2 separate regions of the Mus musculus genome follow, and region 2 is linked to region 1. A link is a contact called in public Hi-C data. All regions are on one chromosome and are shown on one strand. The core of a region is the stretch at or near the end of the contact, and the rest is flanking DNA. Distances in the headings are between cores, read along the strand shown.

Region 1 (4,352 bases), core at 1,318-3,817:
CAAAATGGGCACAGCTGTGTTCCAATAAACTTTTATTTGTAGATCCTAAAATTTGACTTTCATACAATTCTCTTGCTACTTTCAACCCTTAAAATGTAAATTCTTAATTTCTGGGTAATTTGTGATTTGACTTATGGACCATCTCTTGCTTAGCTGTGCTCTGGAAATGAAGTAGAAGCCAACTGTAACTTATAACCTTTGGTCATTGTTTTGGTTAGGGCTTGAATTGCTGCAATGAAGACACCATAACCAAAAACCAAGTTGGGATGAAAAGGGCTTATTCGGCTTACACATTGTCCTTCATTGGAGGAAGTCAGGACAGGAACTTAGCCAGGCTGGAACCTGGAGGCAGGGACTGATGCAGAGGCCGTAGAGGTTCTGCTTACTGGCCTGCTACTCATGACTTGCTCAGCCTGCTCTCTAATAAAATCAAGGACCACTAGCCCAGGGATAACATCATCCACGATGGGGCCCTCCCCCACTGATCACTAATTGAGAAAATGCCTTACAGCTAGATATCATGAGGCATTTCCTCAACTGAGGCTCCTTTCTCTCTGGTGACTCTGACATGTGATGACACATAAAACCAGACAGTATAGGCATTATGTGTCTATGTCATATAGTGACTCGCTAATGCTCAAAATAGTATTCCCCACACATTTTGTGCTATTGAGACACGTTGGTGGTGGCATTTTCTTAATTTTAATGGACACCCCCACTCCAACCCCATTGCAACAGTGGCTTTATGACTGTTTTGTTAAGTCTTGTGTTTCCTATGCCATCCTTCACACATAATATTTGCTGTTTAAACTGTACAGTGTAGTAGGTTTAGCATCTTCCCAAAGGTGTTAACAACTAACTTTATGATATTGTTCATCACCTGAAGAAGAAAGTCATTTCCTATGCTTTCTGCCCAGCTTTCCGCACTCATTAGCCAGCTTTCTGTCTCTGTTACTTTGCGAACAGAGTTCATATAGATAGACTAACACAACCTGAACCTCTTCTGTCTGGCTCCTGCCTAGTATAATGTTTTCATTGTTCATGTATGCTGCAGCATGAATCTGCACTTTGTTCATTTTTGTGGCTGAGTAACACCCTTCCCTTTGTATATACCATATTTTGTTTATGGCCTTCTTAGTGTCTGGACACTGGGTACTTTACATTTTGACTACCGTTAATAGTCACAAGCGTTCATGTACAAGTTTTTGTATAGACATGTGTTTTACACTTTCCTGCGTATAAATCTAAGAATGGAATTACTGGGTCAGATGGCAACTCTGTTTAAACGTTGAGCAACTCCCCAATCAACGCCAGTCTTTGAGAGCTACTGTACCATGACTGCCACCTGGTGGGCAGTGATTTTATTGCACAGTCTCATGCAAGGCATTCTGACTTGAGGGACGTAAATTTCGATAGGAAACACTTGTCTAACGGTTTAAAAAAGTAGAATATAAGAATTTGGTTTGTGTCACATTTATAATTTGTAATTTGGGGAAAATGTACTGCCAACCAAACTAGAAGCCCAACCAGAGCCCCAGGAGAAAAATCACACCAACAATCTGCCTGAGGAAATAACACCAAATAGCCTGGCCTCAGTGGGTCCATGCACACAGCTGGCTTCCAATCGGGTAATTCCTCCAGTGAAAAGTGGGGCATTGTTAGAATGCCGTGGCACCATAACTGCTGGTGCCACAGCCACAGCTTTCATCTTTAAGGGGCTAAGATGGTTTACTCTGGGGCCATTTTGAGTGACCAAGGCTAGGAATTCAGATTTAAGCCACCCCAAACTACTTGCTTCAAAGTGGAAGCAGATTCATGAACATTTATAGATTTACAGAACAAAGTCATAAATCAAGGCGAGTTGGAAACACATGGAGGGGTACTTTAGAGAGGCGGTTACAGCAAGCTTGGAGGTCGTCCTTTCTGTACGTCTTCAGACGCTGTCGGATGACATTCTTAGCCTTGGAGTTGGTGCAAGCTAGGGGCCTACTCAGTTAATAGATTCCCAAGGTTTTCATCCGTTAGTCACAGGATGTTAGTTCTGACACAGGTGAGCAAGGAATGGCTGTTAGGAGTTGTGACTAAAGCAAGCCTAAGATAAACTAAGTAGCCGTTGGACCTGTAACATTCCCACCCCCACCCCCACCCCACCCCCACCCCCACCCCCACAGGACTGACATTAGTCAGTCAGTCTCTGCAGACCGCTTCTTTCCAGGAGTTCTCCCTCAAAGCAGCAAGAGAAGATGACAGAAAGTACTGTAGGTTTCCAAAGATAGCGTGTGGAGAGGTTAGATAATGGAAACCATAGAAAACAAAGCTTTACATTATGTCAACAGTGATAGGACAGACACCCAGACTCACACTGCCACTCTCATCAGCCCGAAGGGTTCCCCTAGACATTTACGGGCTTCAACCCAAGTCAAACCAAGATTCAACAGTGTATGTCATTTTAGGACTCTCGGGAACAGGGAAGGACATTTTATTAAAGGTATTATGATACAGGACTGAGCCAAGTGCAGTAGGCCTCCTCCTGGAACAGTAAGCATTGGCCACGTACAGCATTATGGTGGCTCTCCAGTTACAATGTGAACCCACTCCTCCCCCTCTTCCCCTTTCTGTGAGAGATCTGTGGTAGCTGGAAGCTCAGAGGTGATTCAGATGGAATTGCAATCTGATAAAGGAAAAGCAGGAAGCCACCAGAATCACCTGAGGGGTTAGTCTCTGTCCTCTGTAAATGGGGACAAGAGAAAACTTTCTAGAAACTTCAGGTCTACAGCTGTGTGAAAGGAGAAAGGTCTTAAGCAGTTGGGAACTGTACTAGAATTCTTGCTGTTTGGTAGGAGAGACAGGCTTCAATCAGATCCTGAATGCAGGGTTCCTTCCCTTTCCTCAGATCTTCCCAGCCTTCCTGGCCTGCCACAGATCACCCTTAGTAGCTTCTTTGGTATCTTTGGTGGTAGCATTGTATCCAGTTCTTGATATTAGAAATGTGTATGCAAGCCGGGCAGTGGTGGTGCATGCCTTTAATCCCAGCACTTGGGAGGCAGAGGCAGGAGGATTTCTGAGTTCGAGGCCAGCCTGGTCTACAAAATGAGTTCCAGGACAGCCGGAGATATACAGAGAAACCCTGTCTCGGGGAAAAAAGAGTGTTAAAAAAAAAAAAAAAAGAAATGTGTATGCATACGGGGCACCTGGAAAAGAGAAATTTATAATCCGCTGTGTGGCACAGGGTGTGTATGTGTGTGTGTATCTGTGTATGTGTGAGTGTGTGAGTGTGTGTGTGTACAGAGCGTTTTCCTCCTGTTCCCTCATTTTAGTGGCTTTCTGTTCAAACTAAACCTCATGCTAAAGTGTCAGGTTAAGTACTTTGTACTCTTCCTCTGCACAGTGAGTGTCCTGGCTTTTACAGCAAAAGGGACCTTGATTAGATTGATATACGTACGTTAAAGATCTTGAAATGGAGATACTATCTCAGAACTGTGTGGGTGGGCCCCAGGCGATTCTTAGAGTCACTGTGAGCAGAAAGCAGAAGCCTTTGAGGACAAGGATGACAGAAACAGAAGCTGAAGGTGAATTAGGAATTGGCTGTGAGTCTGGGATATGGGTCGTCTCTAGAAGCTGGGGCATACAAAGAAATAGCATTTTCTCTCCGGCCTCCAAAGCAACGGAATCCTACTGATTCCTCAATATTAGGAGCTCTGATCCAATAAGTTTAATCGTTTTCTTTTCTTTCTGCGTGTAAGTCACAGTTTGTGCTGTGCTGACACAGCAACCATAGGAAAGTAGCACAGCTCATCTTTAGAAAACATCTAAAGGCAAATTGCATCTAAGATCATTTTAATCTCTTGCCTCAACCCCTCACTGTGGTGTTTCCACCAATCCTGCCTCTCCCTCATGAGCCTTGCCCAACCATAACCCTTCCTTTCTACTTTAAGGAAGCTGTCTTAGATCACACTTGGAATTCTTTGTAAATCTTGACCTTGCTGTCAACTCCACTTCTGTCCTCCAAAAGACCTAACCTCTGACTGCATGACCCACAGAAAATAGGCTTGATGTTGGCTACCCCACAGACTGTCTTTGCTTTGTTTTGAGTATTGGTTAATGGCTAGCGTTCTTTAAGGGCTCATTGTGATCTACAACTTGGTTCTTGGGTGGGGCTTTGGGTGCAATGTTTGTTCCTCAGGTACTGTCTTTGTTTGGGTTACTATTGCTCCTACAAAACACCATGATCAAAAGTTGCCACTGACTGGACTCAGTCGGCCCTTCTACCCGCAGGGAATCAGGATTTCAGTAATCAGGTGGGCAAGAAGTCAGGAGATGACAGACACACACACCAGAGAGAGTACTGTATC
Region 2 (4,352 bases), core at 709-3,208, 340 kb before region 1:
AAAACAAATGTGTTTTGAAATGAGGAAACTATTAAGGTTGATGATTAATTTATGATGGCTTATGTGATATTTAGTTAAGGTCACATATGTTTAGCATATGACACCAACATTGGAATCAAAGCTTCTATGTTTTCAAACATATAAAAAGCAGTGCCTGGCACCTAGCACCTTGTGGTACTCTGATTTTTTTTTCCTAGTAGAAAATGTATAGACCATCACATTTTGGCAAGAGTTTCTGAGCTCTTTCAAAATTCTCCTAAAACAATTTCAAGAAATTTCAAGGACCACAGTAGATGTAGGACCTGGGAAACACACTGGCCAAGGACCAAAGCAGTCAGTCTCTTGTTGAGTGGAAAAAGCTCACACTGTGTCCCGAGTTCTACACCCATAAACCACTGGACCACTGATAGGAACCATCCTCAGAGACCTTACCCATCTCTGTTTGCGTTCCTCCATTGGAGAATAAAGAGAATCCTTGTGATTTCAAGACATTTTTTGCATACTTTCAACTTCCTTTTAGGGGCTGCAGCTAAGTCATTGCTCTTAAGTCTTTACCAAAAAGCCCCCCAAATGGCCAGAAGCTGGGAGGAGAACCTCAGATAAGCCACAAGCTTGAAGTTGTTGTTTTAGGAGTTATTGAAATAGAATACCAGGATGGCTCTCTGAGTTCTTCAAGGGCAGATTCATCTAGCCTGGTCCTCTTTGCTCTGTTATTGCTTGGAAAAGCCAAGATTGTACCAGAGCCTGTGGAATGGTTTTATGTACACGTATCCTTCAAGCTAACTTGGATTTGGGGACATGCAAATGGCCACTTAGCTATCAAATAGTTGAAATAAAATATGTGACCTGAAGGACTATTGTTTTTTTTTTTGCTTTGAATTATGATAATGTTATCATTAGCACTTATTTCCTAAATAATTCTAAAACACTGCATTTTGAACATTTCCCCCATTTTACAGAGGAGGAAATTCATGATCAGAGGTTGAGCAACATTGCTCTTTACAGTGTAAATACTTCCGCAGCGTGTATGCATGAGAGTGAATCTAGGAATGTAATGAGTTACTGACTGAATGAAGACAGGACGATTTTCCAGTCTCCAATATAGTTTTGCATATAGTTAGATTGCTTTTCTTTTTCTTCTAGCTTTGTCATCACCAAAACCTAGATTATAGAAACTGCAAAGAAAAGCACAAACACAAACCAAAAAGAGTTAAACATCCCCCCAAAATTAAATATTGAGTATTGTAAATGCATCCTTTATTTGACAAAAGTGGCTCATAGTAATAAATTAAAATGCAAGTCTATGTGAAATTCCACTGAGTATCATAATTCTAAAAATGTTTCCCAGCATCTGAATTGCTTCTCTGTTCTCAGCAATGGCTCACATATGTGCGCGCTGCCACCGAGTCTTGGCAGAATAGAGGACCAATTCACACAGAGCTGCATGGAATCTGGGGCTTCCATCGGCAGATGCAGTCTGGACAAGGAACTCCATTTTGAGCAGGCCAGACAAGAAGGGCTAGTCAAGGATGCAGGCTTAGGGATAACGATATTAAGAATTCATGATTTCAAAGTAGTCTAGAAACCACCTCTTCATGGTGTATTCCAAATTTGGAGGATGCAGGAAGTGAGTGTGAATCTGTAAGGGGTTCAGGGATACTTATAATCAAAATATATTGTCATGAAATTCTCAAAGAATTTTAAAAAACATGTTAAAAATTGCTAAAGAATGGAACATGAGCTCAAAATATGAAGAGTTAAAGCCAGAAACATGTGAGGTTTGAAGGTTAGGGAGCTTGACCTGTAGGCTTCTAAAGAGGTTAACTTCAGGACCTAGGACATTTGATGAGGTAACTTTTCAAGGTAGTTCTCTGTGAAAGCTGAGCTCACTCCAGCCTGCCCACTACTTTAAATACTGCTTTCTTTTCTGTTTGCTGTTTTCTGTGGCTGCATTCCACTTCACTGGAGTGCACACATACTTCTCTGCAGCCCTGAAGATAAACACGAAACCCTGAACATTCATGACTGGCATCAGCATCAATAACGTTTTGTGGTTTTTGTGATGCAGACTAGAGGAACTTCCTCCCTATGAAAAGCTCCAGATTTTGAGATTACCAACAAGCCTCAAAGTTCTACAGCAAGCTTTAAAGTTATCAGGAACTAAGAGAGACATGTGTTTGAGGGTGAATGTAAATGGTAGAGGAGGTAAAATTTAGAGCTAGGAAGGAAGGAAATGTGAGAGCAACTTGAACGCTATCCTTTCTAGAGCCTTCTCAATGGTTTTGTATTCACATAGTACTTATGCTTGTAATTGTCACTGTTTCTCTGGTGGTATAATGGCCATCAGCGAGACGTGACAGAGGGTTGTGACAAGCATTAGTTGGTCAGTCGTTTACAAGACCATTATCTAGGGGTCTGTATAAAACCTCTAAAATTTCCACTGGCATCACTGTGAGTATGGTATCCAAGAGTTACTAAACCATGGCATTTTCTGGCCTAAGTAACGGTGTTCATGTTTTTGAGACCATCACAGTTACAGTTTAATTTCATTTTGAATTCAGAAAAAGAGAGACATTAACCAAGTGCTAATCACTGCCTTGACTTCTCTTTCCTTATTGAAATTCATGCCCCCCCCATTCATTCATTCATGAAAATGGTTTCATCATTTAGTGAACTCTTCAGAGTGTCACTTCCCGAATAATTCTGAAGACTGATGCTCCGCAGTGGATTCAACTTAGTTTTTGATAAACCAGAAAAGAGTGAGACCACTGCATGAACAACTCTAAATTGCTTTCATACTCCTCTCAAATAATGGCAAGGGTTTCATGGGCAAAAACAAAGGCAGAGAAGTTCAGGAAAGCCTTGTTAGTGTGTGTGTGTGTGTGTGTGTGTGTGTGTGTGTGTGTGTGTGTAAGTCACTCTAATGGGTCAATTATTTTCTAATGGGTCAATTATTTTCTAAAATATTTTATCTTAGTCTTACCCAATATAGGAGGCACAGCAACAGGCTATTTCTTCATCATTGCTGCCTCAGTGCCATTTGTCAGCTCCACGACCTTATGAAGTCATTGAGTCCCCCTTGACTTAGCCTCCTCATCTGTGATTGTACTTCACAGGGTTCTTCTGAAAGATGGATGGAGTGATGTCCCTAAGGTGTTTTCATGAATTTTAATGGGAAGAGAGTCTAATCATCAGCCATCATAGTGTGCATCACTACCAAATGGAGTACACTGTAGGGTGGGTGGAAAGGGAAACAAAGGACTGGTCTAGATAGGTGATCCACGATTAGATTACTGCAAAGTTTGGGTTTGGGGTAAACCACAGAATGAGGAACAGCAGCGAAGAGATGGGGGTAGCAAGGGGGGCCCTAGATAGCCACACACTTATGCAGGTGCTATGGCCTTTTATAACCCGGGGAGAATTTATAACTCAGGATATTTTGCTGTTGTTTTCTCCTTGAAAATATGGCTGACCTGCTATAGGAAAAAGACTTTACAGTCGTACATCTATGGTCTCTGCATTGAATAGCAGCTGAGAAAAAGTCTCTGGAGACAGTGACCCTATTAGATCTGGTTTTATCAGATGTAAAATGAGAAATGGGCACTGAGAGTCATACTGGCTTTGAATTTCACCAAGCTATGTAGGTTTGGGCATGTCCTCTGTCCTCTGAAGCCTCAGTTTCCTTATCTATCAAATGTAGTAAGCTGGGGTTATTAAAATTATGAGTGAAATTACTTGCTGAATAATAAACTCCATAAATGTTCATTATTATTTATCGTAATAATTTTATTATCAATTCCAGCAAAGACTTGCTGATGTAAGGAAAAGGCACATGTAGGAGCAGCTGGTGGTTCATTTTTCCTTTCTTGTGGAAAAACGAAAGTTTTAGTGACGCCCATCACCATCATAGGAACTTGCTTGTTTTTAGAGGAGTCAAAAGGAAACCACTCTGCAAGGTTATGGTAGCTAAAACCTTCACTGGATCATCCATCCACAGGAGCAAGTTCTGTAGTCAGACTTAAATTTGGCCATCCAGAGAAAATGATAGCGATGTCTCCCATCTAGAGTCCCCTTTGTGGGCAATGAGACGGGAAGGCCATCCAAACAGTGCTTGTCTTGAGCGAGAGGAGGCAGATAACTGCAGAGCTTGTTTGGGCTGGGGGGTTAGCAAGTTGGTGGAGTGGTTACCATAAGAAACTCCAGACTTTACTGTTCTGCCCATTGTCTCCTAGTACAAGGGCTCCCTCTGCAGGCTCTAACACCATCCAGTGTAACATGGCTACCTAAATCCATTATTAGAGAATGCTACTCTACCTACTGACAATAAGCCTACATACTAAAAAAATGTCACA

The links. A called contact is a pair of places that touch in the nucleus more often than the background predicts.
Region 2: a Hi-C map of the G1E-ER4 cell line shows a contact between it and region 1, with 5 times the contacts expected there. The contact joins two enhancer-like sites. A contact is called at or near these places in 2 of 39 promoter capture datasets (the 3T3-L1 cell line and hippocampal neurons), 3 of 15 datasets of contacts at CTCF or cohesin (the G1E-ER4 cell line, the NIH/3T3 cell line and large pre-B cells), 24 of 484 Hi-C or Micro-C datasets (the 3T3-L1 cell line, 3T3-L1-derived adipocytes, the Ba/F3 cell line and 15 more), 3 of 115 datasets of contacts at active chromatin or transcription factors (astrocytes and embryonic stem cells) and 2 of 9 other capture datasets (adipose tissue and liver).

What each region holds. Positions count from the first base shown.
Region 1 is chr6:7,730,241-7,734,592 of GRCm38.p6, reverse strand. No RefSeq gene overlaps it. Among named protein-coding and RNA genes, the nearest start is that of Gm46950, 8.1 kb to the right of the region's middle. Within about 2 kb of position 2,567, at least 23 of the 459 cell types and tissues checked have an H3K27ac peak or open chromatin away from gene starts, as enhancers often do. A contact at or near this core is called in the C3H10T1/2 cell line and the G1E-ER4 cell line, where this site is marked.
Region 2 is chr6:8,066,272-8,070,623 of GRCm38.p6, reverse strand. All of the region lies in intron 25 of Col28a1 (collagen, type XXVIII, alpha 1), which reads left to right. Among named protein-coding and RNA genes, the nearest start is that of Gm35384, 69 kb to the right of the region's middle. Within about 2 kb of position 1,958, at least 40 of the 459 cell types and tissues checked have an H3K27ac peak or open chromatin away from gene starts, as enhancers often do. A contact at or near this core is called in the C3H10T1/2 cell line and the G1E-ER4 cell line, where this site is marked.